Linked DNA regions of Triticum aestivum: region 2 is linked to region 1. The links are chromatin contacts, called in public Hi-C maps. All regions are on one chromosome and are shown on one strand. Each heading gives the region's core, a stretch centred on a gene start, on an enhancer-like site or on the middle of the called end of the contact. The rest is flanking DNA. Distances are from core to core; before and after follow the strand shown.

Region 1 (6,163 bases), core at 245-2,744:
TTCATATAAGCATGGCCTGCTATTACTATGGAGTATGGACCATTTATATCTCAATTTCATTCGGCAGAAGATAAATTCATATGGTTTGCTAACTAATCCACTATTATTGCAAGATTTAAGATAACACAACTTACAGCTTCACATAGTTTACAGGCAATGCATCGCTCTTCCCCAGTATCATAACGCCTGAGAGCATGCTCACCTCGGAAACGGGGGCTCAAAGGGCCCTTCTCAAATGGATAGTTAATCTACAAGGAGTCAAGATAAAAGAACAGTCAACAGAAGCAAGCACGACAATAAGACTAATAGCATGTGTGAAATTCGCCACTTAACTGTAACTTTCCTCTCGAAGAAGTACTTGAGCGTCAGCATCAAACCACGGACCATTTCAGTCAAAAACAATGTATTGATACTCCTTTCAAACACTGAAGAAAGAGCATTAAAATGAGAGGTGAAGCAGTATCCTAACAGCAACAAGGAAAATAGCCAACAGACAATTGTATGCCCATATAAAAAACATATACTCACCAGCACTCCAATCTTTGGCGAGCTCTTTCGCAAGCTGTTCTTTCTCCTCGTCCTCTGATCATTAAAGAGGGCAGCACTTTCAGAGAACAGTAGCATCGCACAAATTTAAATTCAATATGCAACTATGCAAACACAAATCATAGCATGGAATTAGTGTTCGAAAGAATTAGGCCAATTAAAATTTGATACTATGGTCCATCATCAGCAGCAAATGGCTTTTAGTTGTAAAGAACAGGTTCTCCTAAAACCAACCGGATGCAGCGTGGCACAATTTTTGAGCATTTCATATACGGTGTCAGGCAACAGTGTGCAACTAATTAATATAACCGAAGATCTGTTCCAAAGAGTTTCAAGTGCAACCCTAATTCCTCGCTCACACGCTACCGTATGCACCACAGGACATAGAAAATCAATCACTTTGAACACACGGAATGCGTTGAAATCATAGGACAGAACCGACGAAGCCCGAACCGCATTTGATAAGTAATAACAATACCGAACAGCTCAGTAAGAAGAGGGGGAGAGGGCGGAGACCTTTGAACCTCTTGGGCGCCCCCGCGTCCATGTAGGTCCGGAGGTGGCCCTGCATCGCCGTCGCGGACGGGCCGAGACGCGCCTGAAACACGGGCAAACCACGGAATCAGACGGACGACAACGCGAACAGGAGCGCGGAGCGGCATGGCTCGATCTGGAAGCCGGAGGGCGGACGGCGTAGATCTAGGAGGGCGACGGCAGGCAGGGGAGGGTTAGAAGGGTCGCTCACCGTCTGCCTAGCGCGGAGGGCCAGGGCTGCCTGCCGGGCTAGGAGCGCCGCCATGGTGGCGTCGTCGGCGACGAGGAGGCGGTGGGTTCGGATCGAAAAGGGGGGTTGAGGTGGGCTGTGCACTGTGGTCTCTAGTTAGTGGCTGGGGGGATGTCCGGGTGTGGAGAAAGAGGAACTTGCAGCTGGGCTGGGCTGGGCTGGGAAGTGCAGCACTGCCCAGACAGGGCCTTCTGTGTGTTCAAGGCACTACGTACAGAGAACGTCTACCGCCTCAAAAAATAAAGTACAGAGAACGTCTTTATCTAAAAAAAAGGTACAGAGAACGTCCTGCCTAAAAGAAGGTATGGAAAATATGAAGAACACTAGAGTAATAAAAATTACAACCACGTACATGGACTACCTGACGACGACTACAAACACTGGAGCAAACGGAAGGCGTGCCGCCGAAATCGTCCTCCCTTCACCGGAGCCGGTCAAACCTTGTTGCTCACAAAAGAGGATTGACATGCTACAGCAAACAGAATTTCCATTCATAATAAAGAAATTTGCTACACGTGTCCATTAATTGTCATGCTACAGCAGAAAAGTGTCGTGTTACAACAGAGAAAAATACCATACTAGAAGAGAAGAGAAAAAAAATGCCAAGACAAACCCACTGTCATATAGACCCTACAAAAAGATTAACCCATAGGCATATAGGGAACTCAACTTCAATGCTACAACCAGCAGCTCGAGTACCACGATTTCTCACGGGAACAACAAAGGAGGAAGGGAGTTTGGAGCGGCCGAAGGAGATGTCCAAATCATGCAGTTGGGGTGCATTTGGTAGGTTGAATATACCCTAACCAGGCACCGGGGATGCAATTTTGGCTGTTTGGATGCTTGGCTTGCATGGAATCTTGACCCATACGAAACTTAAAGCACCTCTGGCATGGCTATGAAGGATTGCTCGAATCGACTATTTCCAGTGAGTCGGGCCCGAGCGATGCAAGCGAGCACACATGGGTGAAGGTGGCTGCATGTGCGGGGACATGCGGGAGACAACGTTGGTTCCCGAAGCCGCATCATAAATCCCCTCATCCTTCTCTCACCACTCACTCCAGCCTCTCTCCATTCTCTCACCAGCGATGGCGATCACATGATCTGGGTGGCATCGACCACCGGCTTCACCACCCCTCAACCAAGCGTTCATCAATGGCGATAAGCCCTTTGTCCCTTGTGAAAGATCGATGTAGGCATCGATTACACTTCGCACATTTAATTTAGGCATGGATTATACTATTTGTTCATGGGATTTAGGCATCGATTGAAGTTCTAGGCTTCGATGTGGGATCAAACAAAGTGTATCCGATTAGGGATTTGAGGAATGTGAATGGGATTTCGAAGGATTTTCATTAACATGGGGTTAAATCGACCACAATCCACTCTTATGTCCATTCAAATCCAATGCAATTGAGCAAGAGCTATAGCCTAGGCATGATGAGCGTAGAGGCACGATGAGCGACATGTAGGTTAATGCTTGTACTCGTCGACTTCTAGCGGATCGTGGAGTAGCTACGCTCAGGAACCATGGCCACCATCTTGACCCCCCCCACCTCCTCGTCATCATTGTCGTCCCGGTAAGTAGGAGCTACGACAAACTTGTATTTGTCCTATCTAGCTCTCTGACATGGATCAGCTGACCATGCCTCCTCCATCGCCCATAGTAGTATGTTCACTGACATATCACCTTTGTCTGGGTCAGGCTATATCGCCTTCTTCTCCATCTCTGTTGCATTCAAGAGCACAACTCTTGCCTCCTTGACCATCTCGTCCACGGTCTTGAACCGAGCAAACACTTCCATCATCTTCACAAAATTCCTATGGTCACCAAGCAAGCACTTGAGGATGAGTGTCGTACATGCATGGTCAGTAGGGTAGGGGTTCATGGAGCTGGACCGGTGGTGAGAGAGAGATAGCTCAGGAATTGGAGATGGTAGAAGACTGGGAGAGAGACATAGAGATGGGTGAAGTGGATTGCGATGGTAGATAAATGGGGGCTTTGTAGGTTGAAGCGATAGGTAGATGGCATGAATGAATGTTGAAGTTCGGTTGTCATAAGTGCGGTCAAACGATGCATCGACTGCACGGATGAACAAAGGTTGAATATGAAGTGCAGTAGATTTTCAGCATACCTCTACCATTGATCTTGCTCATATGTGTATTACATTTTGATCAGCGTCTAAGGTACCTCTATTGGCCTCTTGTTCATTTTTTCAACACAAAATGACAAGCTCATCCTCGGCAACTCCTCGAAGGTTAACGAGGTTCCATCGGCCAGCTTCGAGAATGGCAAGGCAGTGCTAGAGGTCAGTAGAGCCTCCAACAAGAGGCCATGTAACTATGGACATTTCCATGAGTACTCTGGGCCGATGCACTTCTGCAAGGTCATTCTTGCTCCCTGGGTTGAGTTGAAAGCACAAGTGCTCCTTGGGTGATTTTGGTAATTAATGTCAACACATCTTCCGTTGGACTAATTGTTTTATCAAGTATATTTCAGATAAGTTCAACAATGGAGTGGCAAGGACAAGAGGGTGTGTAACCCTTTAAAATGATAAGGACAAGGATTGGCAAAAGCTGACTCTACATTTTTGGTTAAGTGATCCAAGATCACATTGAGTCCATAGGAAAGCCAATAGTATTAAAAGGGGATGAGGTGTTGCTTAATGATCTTGTTGCTCAAGTGCTTAGTGATATTGCTCCAAAACCCACAACCACTTTCTCCATCCAAATATGTCCAAAACCTAATTCCCAACTCGGCCCCACCAATATTTCCTATCCAGAGCCACCGAGTTCATCTTGACATAGCCACTGCCAAAACCCTAACGATTCGGTCATACTGATACGGATCTCGGTATCGCCGAGATGGCCTTGCCAGCGCTCTGTGAGTTGTTAAAATCATTTTGATCTCACCAAGAAGTTGCAATCGGTCTCACTGAGTTGCCTTAACTGATTCTCTGTTGCTCATTGCATTCACTTCGGTGCCACCAAGATGATGCAATCAGTGCCACTGAGATGAAGTTTGCCCTAAGCCCTAGCACATCGGTCCCACCGAGTTGTTCCCATCAGGCCCACCGATATTCCTAACGTTCATATTTTTGTATAGATCGGTGCCACCGAGTTTTCTGATTGGTGCCACCGAGATGGGTAAAAAGTGTGTAACGGTTAGATTATGTGTGGAGGCTATATATACCCCTCCACCCCTCTTCTCATAAGAGAGAGCCATCATAACATGCCTACACTTCCACCATTTATTTTTTGAGAGAAAACCACCTACTCATGTGTTTAAGAGATTCCATTCCTACCATTTGAACCTTAATTTCTAGCCTTCCCCAAGTTGCTTTCCACTCAAATCCTTCTTCCACCATAGCCAAATTTGTGAGAGAGAGTTGAGTGTTCGGGAGACTATCATTTGAAGCACAAGAGCAAGGAGTTCGTCATCAACACACCATCTATTACCTTTTGGAGAGTGGTGTCTCATAGATTGGTTAGATGTTGATTGGGAGCCTTCGACAAGATGTGGAGTTGAACCAAGAAGTTTGTAAAGGCAAGGAGATTGCCTACTTCATGAAGATCTACCTAAGTAAGACAAGTCCTTCATGGGCGATAGCCATGGTGGATAGACAAGGTTTCTTCTTCGTGGCCCCTTCCTGGGTGGGGCCCTCCATGGACTCGCGCAACTGTTACTATTCATGGGTTGAAGTCTCCATTAACATGGATGTACGATAGCATCACCTATCAGAGCCACGCCAAAAATTCTCCGTATCTCCATTGCGTTTGCACACTCCAATCCCATCCCTTTACATTCTTGCAAATTGCATGCTTTACTCTTTCCGCTGCCAATACTCTTGGCATGCTTGCTTGAGATGTATTGTGTGCCCTTTAACATGTGTTAAACTCAACCTTAACTTGAAAAAACTAAAAACTGCCACTTTTACTTGTTAAGGATCTAATCCCCCTCTAAACCTTCTTCTCGATCCTTTCAATTGGTATCAGAGCTTTGGTCTCCATTGTTTTAGTTTAATCGCCATTGGAGGAAGATGAACGAGTTTACGCTCGGGAGTCTTAGACATAGAGTGCCTATTCTTGATGGGGAGTTTTATAGTTCTTGGAAAAAAATGAGATTCTTGGGATTTTCAATGAATATAATTTGAGCAATTATATTCTTAGCCCTTACATGCCTCCTATTGATCCTTTGAATCCTACCCCCGATGAATATCTTGACATGGTTCACAATCTTAGGACTATTAATCTTATCGTTAGAGGATTGCCTAGAAATATACTTATTTTCTTGCAAAACTTTGAATGCGTGTACTATATGAAATTATCTTGAGGAACGCTTTCCAAATTACTCTTTGGAAAATCTTAATGGACTACTTGAAAAATCCATTGCTTTTCATAAGATTAAGCATAGTGATCCCAAGTTTGGTGAATGTCTATTTGAGCTCCATGATCTCATGTGTTCCAAGGGTGATGTTGGAATCAATAGTAGCATCATCTCGGAGACAATTAGAATTCATAAACTTGAACATTGTCATGGTCATAAATCTAATGAATCACTCGACCTAGGTGATGATCATATATGTGATGATGATGATGACGTTGAGCACGGTTATTATGATGAAGATGGAGAAAGTGATATTGACTATGAGAAATCTTAGTATCATGGCAAATCGTCGTGATTATATGGTCGGAGGACAAGAGTGGATTCTTGATACGTCTCCAACAAAATTCCCCGGTTCCACAGGAAGGTTCTATGCAGCACACTTTGACAAATGATCAGCTATACTGTTTTCCGCACGGGGTACATGCTCTGTTTGTAATCCGTCAAAG
Region 2 (6,556 bases), core at 1,856-4,355, 700 kb after region 1:
TGAACTCTGAACTGTCGTTATGCACTTGTCTCTGCAGATTTGGTATGGGAATGTTGGGCATCCTAGACTGTCGAGCTATGCCAAGGACCACAGCTGGCTGAATCGGACCGGCGAGCACCTGGTGTTCCCGCCGGAGGAATCGGAGTTCAAAGGCGGCGCAAGACATTATATCGACACGATTGATGAGGTAACAATTGGTGGATCTTTTACATTTGCTGTTAGTTGTATGCAGAAACCAGAAAGAGCTCTAGCACTAAGACTCAGTTACAGTTTACTAGTGGGAAATGATATTAAATCAATTTCTGCACATTGCTAACTGATTGAACACTAAATAAGTGCAGTAACAAATTTGTGGATCATGTAGCAGAAGTGTGTGATTATAAATGTGAATATGGAACAAATTATTTGGGAAATCTATGCACACAGCTCTGTTCTTTTTAAAGATTGAACCATTTTGCGTGAAGACAATTAATGTCTTAGCTGTGATCTGCTCAGATGATTTTCATCTTTTGTCTCTTGGTTAATGTGTCGATAACTTTCCTGATTTTTGGAAGGTCATTCCTATGTGGTTTCATCAACTGTGAAATCATTTACCACACTGAGTGTCCTGGTATATGGATTCAAAAATTTAGTTCTTACACAGTAATTCATAATGGAACAAATTAGTTGACTTTGGCTAAAACTTAATATGGAACATTGTTTACATTTTTTATAATTGAAATACAAATATTTTTATATTTTGTACTATTACTTATTGTGCTTAACACAATTTATATGATATTTTGTTTGTCACGCAGATGGCACCTGATCTTGACTGGGGTAAAAATATTCGCATAGCATTGGACATTGGATGCAAAAGTGCTGGGTTTGGAGTTGCTCTACTCGAGAAGGATGTGATTACACTGTCATTAGGCCTTACAAATGACCAGACAGACCTTGCACAAGTTGCCCTTGAACGCGGCATCCCTGCAACAATTGGCAGTCTGGGATCAAGAAGATTACCCTTTCCTAGTGGTTCATTTGATATTATCCACTGTAGTGAATGCAACATACCATGGCATTCTAATGGTATTTACATGCTGCTTCGTTCCTCTCTTTTAGACCCAGCATGCCACTATCCTGCGTTGCTCACATCTTGAACAACATTTTGTATTGTATGGATTAGGTGGAAAGCTTCTCATAGAGATGAATAGGATCCTTCGCCCAGGAGGATACTTCGTTATATCGAGCAGACATGGTGACCTCGAGAGTGAAGAAGGTATGGCACGTTACTGTGTGTGTGTGGAGAAAAGGCTGGAATCTGCTGAAATACCGATGTCATTATAAACGAACAAGCATGTAAAATATCACGACTTTCATGGGGCCATTACTGGCCTTGTTATGTTCTATTTCGCCCAATGTTTATGTTTTAAATGTCTTGATGAACTTTACAGGAATATCAGCTTCAATGACCGCGGTTTGTTGGAACGTAATAGCTTACAACAGTGATGATGTCAGCGAGCTTGGAGTAAAGATATTTCAGCGACCAGCCTCAAATGACGAGTATGACCTGAGAGCAAAAAAAGATCCTCCATTTTGCAAGGAAGAGCAAAACAAAGCTACTGCATGGTAACTAGGACACTTGGATTAATCACTACGGTGTTTCCTGAATTATCATGTACACTGGAGTTTGTTTGGCTTGTGAAACTGAAACGTTTGTTTTCCTTTGTAGGTATACTCCAATCAAGCATTGCCTGCACAAAGCTCCTGCTGGTATCGAAGAAAGAGGCAGTGAGTGGCCTGAGGAGTGGCCCAAGAGGCTCGAGACTTTTCCTGATTGGCTCGGGGACCTGCAAACAAGGGTGTCTGCTGATCATAGCCACTGGAAGGCCGTCGTTGAGAAATCGTATCTGGATGGCTTGGGTATTAACTGGACAAATATCCGAAACGTGCTGGATATGAAGGCTGTATATGGAGGGTACGCTCTCCATTCTCAATTTCACATTTCCCAGTATATAAATTGAATTTCTCTTACTTATATGCGTGTTTCCTTGCAGATTTGCTGCAGCTTTGTCGTCTGAAAAAGTTTGGGTCATGAATGTTGTCCCCGTGCATGCCCCAGACACCCTACCTGTAATCTTCGAGCGCGGGCTGGTCGGTGTTTATCACGACTGGTGCGAACCATTTAGCACATATCCAAGGTCGTACGATCTTCTTCATGCCGACCATTTGTTCTCACGCTTGAAGAACAGGTATGTTTGTCGAATGAAGTACCCTCGCTTGAACTTTGACGGTCTATAGTTTTCGGTGTGCTTACAGTGTTTGATGTGACATGCTGACATGACCTGAACAATGCAGATGCAAGGAACCTGTCTCGATTTTGGTCGAGATGGACCGGATCCTGAGACCCGGAGGGTGGGCCATCATCCGGGAGAAGCTCGAGATCCTCGACCCGTTGGAGGCGATCCTGAAGTCGCTCCACTGGGAGATCGTGATGACCTTCAGGAAGGACAAGGAGGGCATCATGTCTGTAAAGAAAACAACGTGGCGACCGTGAACTATCGCGTTATATCACAAGGCGCACATTTTCTTGATGTGGTACAGACATAGTTTTGATGCTCCTGGTTGTTGATCTGGGTTGAAGGCACCCGATTCGTTCATTTGTTGGCTTCCACGACCATCTACTGCGCACACACGCGCGATTGCGACAGTGTTACTCTTGTCAGTTCTGTCTTGGACAGCATCCAGCTTTAGGTTCAGAGTAAGTGCTGGATGGGTCGTGTAAACAGGGCTGCGCTGTGCTGTTTCTGAACATTGTATTGTAACAATGTGTAAAAGGATGTAAAGCTTGTGAACGTTGTAAATGAATTTATACAAGGATGCAGTAGAAGAGTTGATGAGTCATTCGGTGTGCTTCTGAAAGTGCGACAACAATGCAAAAATTGCAAAAGATCGTCAGACTTTGGGACGCTTTTCTGAAGTTTGACGTGCACGGCGTCTCAGTTTCAGTTTCAGTTTCAGTTTCAGAAAGAAGAGCAAACCCCAACCGCCTCGCGCGGCGCGCAAGGGCACAGCAAAACCCACCAAAGCCGGAAGCCAGCCTCCCCCTCCCCACCCACCAAACCCCAGCCCGCCGCCGCGATGCCCCCCTCCCCGGCGGCCGCGGCCGCCTCCGGCACCTCCCACCTCGCGCTCCTCCTCCTGCTCTCCTCCTCCTCCCTCTTCTTCCTCTACAAGTCCATCACCCTCCGCCGCCTCCGCCGCACCCTACGCCCCTCCCCATCCCCATCCTCCTCCCCCGCCCCCGCCGCCGCCGCCGCCCCGACCCTCCTCTACGCCTCGGCCACGGGCACCTCCAAGGCCCTCGCGGCGCGCCTCTCGGCCCGCCTCGCGGACGCCGGGCTGCCCGCCCGCGCCACCGACGCCGCCGCCTTCGACCCGGACGACCTGCCCTCGGTCCCGCTGCTCCTCCTCGTCCTCCCCACGCACGACGCCGGGGCGCCCCCGCCCGGCGCCGCCTTCCTCGCGCGCTGGCTCGCGGAGACCGCCGCCGACTTCCGCGCCGGGGCGCTGCTCCTCTCGGGCCTCCGCTTCGCCGTCTTCGGCGTCGGCTCCCGCGCCTACGGCGACACCTTCAACGCCGCCGCCAGGAGCTTCTCGCGCTGGCTCCGCGCGCTCGGGGCCGTCGAGGTGCTGCCCGTCGGGGAGGGCGACGTGGATGAGGGGGACCTCGATGACGTCTTCGAGGAGTGGTGCGGGAGGGTGCTCAGGGTGGTCAAAGGGGAGGAGGTTGAGGAGGACGGAGTCGATGGAGAGACCAATGGGTTTGATGGGCTGGAAGGGGAGGAGTCCGATTATGATGACGATGATGAGGAGGAAGAGGAGGAGGAGGTGGCTAGTGGGGAGGTTGACATGGAAGACATTGCCGGCAAGGCGACAGCAAAGAAGCAGAATGGGAAGGTGGAGGGTGCTTTGCCCAATGGAGGGCAGAACGGCGCGAGGGCCATGGTCACGCCCATAATCAGGGCGAGCTTGGAGAAACAAGTGAGCATCAACTTGTTGTTACATTCTTTCTGTTATACTACATAATAATGCTCTTGACTGCATATGTAAAAGCGCTTCAACCTGAAATTTTGAAGAGTCCTATGATGCCTAATGAAAATAGAGTATTGCCAATTCTGCTCTTTTTTTATAATCTATGCTTACCTGACATACATCACTGGTAAGAAACTAGAGTAAAATTTTAAGATCTCTGTGGGCTGAGGCAGTTTTTAAGCATAGCTAGGCAGCAAATAAATTAGTTCCCCTCTAAATTTATCGAACTAGTATATGTCGTGCTAGTGAAAATAATGGTTCGTGTAGATACTTAGTCTGGCAATTTGCTATGATAGAGTGAGATTGTTGAAGCAACTGCCAAGTAATCAACCAAGCATCTTCATGGAACTTTCGATTAGGATCTAAGACAACTTTTCCTGATCCCAAACTGATGTTGGTTAACACAAGGGTTGTGTATGTACTCAGATCTCTGTGGTCCTTGCCTATAAGGTAGAATTCTCCACCTGTTTAGATGGGATTAACAATTTACAGTTGTTTTCTGTAGTTTATGTGCTTCGTCTTTATATTTTCATTCTACATATTGCAATCTAGTGCCCTATTAATCAATCCCTGTGGTTTTTTTCCAGGGCTACAAAATTGTTGGTTCTCATAGTGGGGTGAAGATTTGTAGATGGACGAAGTCACAGCTTCGAGGTCGGGGAGGGTGTTACAAGCACTCATTTTATGGCATAGAAAGCCACAGGTGAATTTTTTTTGCTTCTGTAGCATGGTATATTGGAATGCTTGCTGAATACATGGTTGGACTAGTTCATACATATTCTATGTCACAGATCGGTTTCATAACATAGATCCACTCCGCACAACATAATATTTGTGTGGTTTGCTTCCGTCAGTGTTTGTTTTCTGATTATTAGATGCTCAATTTTGTAGATGCATGGAGGCAACTCCAAGTTTGGCTTGTGCAAATAAGTGTGTGTTCTGTTGGAGGCATCACACAAATCCTGTTGGGAAGAGTTGGAAGTGGAAGATGGACGATCCTCTTGACATTGTTAATACTGCAATTGACGAACACAGGAAGATGGTTAAGCAAATGAAAGGCGTGCCAGGTATGCATTATTCTGCCAAATAAAAGTTGCACTGAATATTCTAGTGCCCGGACAAAAAATAGATCCATGGCAAAATACCTGTAACTTGCCTAAACGCATACAGCCTTTAAAAGGTTTTCAACCCTATGCCAGCAATAATCGTGACGGAAGTGTTCCATTAAGATATGCCAGGCAGCATCAAGTGTGAACTTTTGATCTGTTTATTTTGTGTACTCAGCCTGCAGCGCTGAGAACTTAGGCTCTACATGATTAATAGAACCTCATAATTATCCTGTAAAGCTATTGATTAAATAATGCAGTGGTTCTGCCTGGAATATTAGTTAGTACCATAATATTTGTATCATGAAGTACACTGTGGTCTTTAATTATGCTGTTTCTTGCTCTCTTTCTTTCAGGAGTAAAGCCAGAGCGACTAGCAGAGGGTCTATCCCCTAGACATTGTGCATTATCTCTTGTTGGCGAACCAATTATGTACCCAGAGATAAATACTCTGGTTGATGACCTACATCGCAGACACATATCTACGTTTCTGGTTACAAATGCTCAATTTCCTGAAAAGATTAAGGCTCTGAAACCTATCACCCAGGTAATATTCTCAATTGATTGAAATTAAGATCCAGAGCTTGGCATTTTAATGCCCAGACAACACATTCTAGAGATAATTATAATGCCTCTATCTATGGTTGCAGCTGTATGTCAGTGTGGATGCAGCTACAAAAGAAAGCCTGAAGGCTGTTGATAGGCCACTCTTTTCGGACTTCTGGGAGCGTTTTCTGGTATATATGCAGAAATATTTGCAGATGCACATCATGAAATTATGGTTTACAAATACTAACTCTTATCATTGCGTACTATTAACTTTGATATTTAGGATTCGCTCAAGTCCCTGCATGACAAAGATCAAAGGACGGTGTACCGACTGACACTGGTCAAAGGCTGGAATGTGGAAGAGATAGATGCATATGCAAACTTACTAAAACTTGGACAACCTGATTTCATTGAAATCAAGGGTGTAACATACTGTGGCTCGTAAGTGAATTTTAAAGAAAATAAAATATCACATGCTGATTCTGGCTTGGCTTCTTGGGTTGCTGATATTTTCCGGTAATGCATACAGGTCAGCAACTTCAAAGTTGACAATGGAAAATGTCCCCTGGCACGCTGATGTAAAAGAATTCTCTGAGGTGTTGGCATCAAAAAGTGGTGGCATATATGAATTAGCCTGCGAGCATGTGCATTCATGCTGTGTCCTGCTCGCAAAGGTGGACAAGTTCAAGATCAATGGAAAATGGCATACCTGGATAGATTACGACCGATTCAATGAACTGGTGAGCTTTCCTCCAAGAATAATTAATACTGCGGTTGAGCATTTGTGTCGGTACACAAGTTATTATTCTATGTGCATCATGTATCAG

The links. Hi-C and Micro-C count contacts between places; a contact is called where the count stands out from the background.
Region 2: a contact with region 1 is called in a Hi-C map of leaf, with 6 times the contacts expected there. The contact joins the promoter of LOC123113472 here to the promoter of LOC123113466 in region 1. A contact is called at or near these places in 3 of 5 Hi-C or Micro-C datasets (all in leaf).

Annotation. Positions count from the first base shown.
Region 1 is chr5B:591,223,160-591,229,322 of IWGSC CS RefSeq v2.1, forward strand. It overlaps LOC123113466 (NADH-ubiquinone oxidoreductase subunit 8), which reads right to left and starts at 1,495. Exons shown (of 8, transcript XM_044534700.1): 1 at 1,292-1,495; 2 at 1,063-1,144; 3 at 529-582; 4 at 334-425; 5 at 135-248. The coding sequence starts at 1,345.
Region 2 is chr5B:591,921,892-591,928,447 of IWGSC CS RefSeq v2.1, forward strand. It overlaps LOC123113472 (S-adenosyl-L-methionine-dependent tRNA 4-demethylwyosine synthase), which reads left to right and starts at 3,106. Exons shown (of 8, transcript XM_044534708.1): 1 at 3,106-4,023; 2 at 4,662-4,777; 3 at 4,966-5,141; 4 at 5,537-5,727; 5 at 5,831-5,917; 6 at 6,013-6,170; 7 at 6,259-6,469. The coding sequence starts at 3,121. It overlaps LOC123113471 (probable methyltransferase PMT28), which reads left to right. Exons shown (of 8, transcript XM_044534707.1): 2 at 38-187; 3 at 798-1,068; 4 at 1,166-1,258; 5 at 1,434-1,608; 6 at 1,712-1,957; 7 at 2,037-2,180; 8 at 2,338-2,883. The coding sequence ends at 2,536.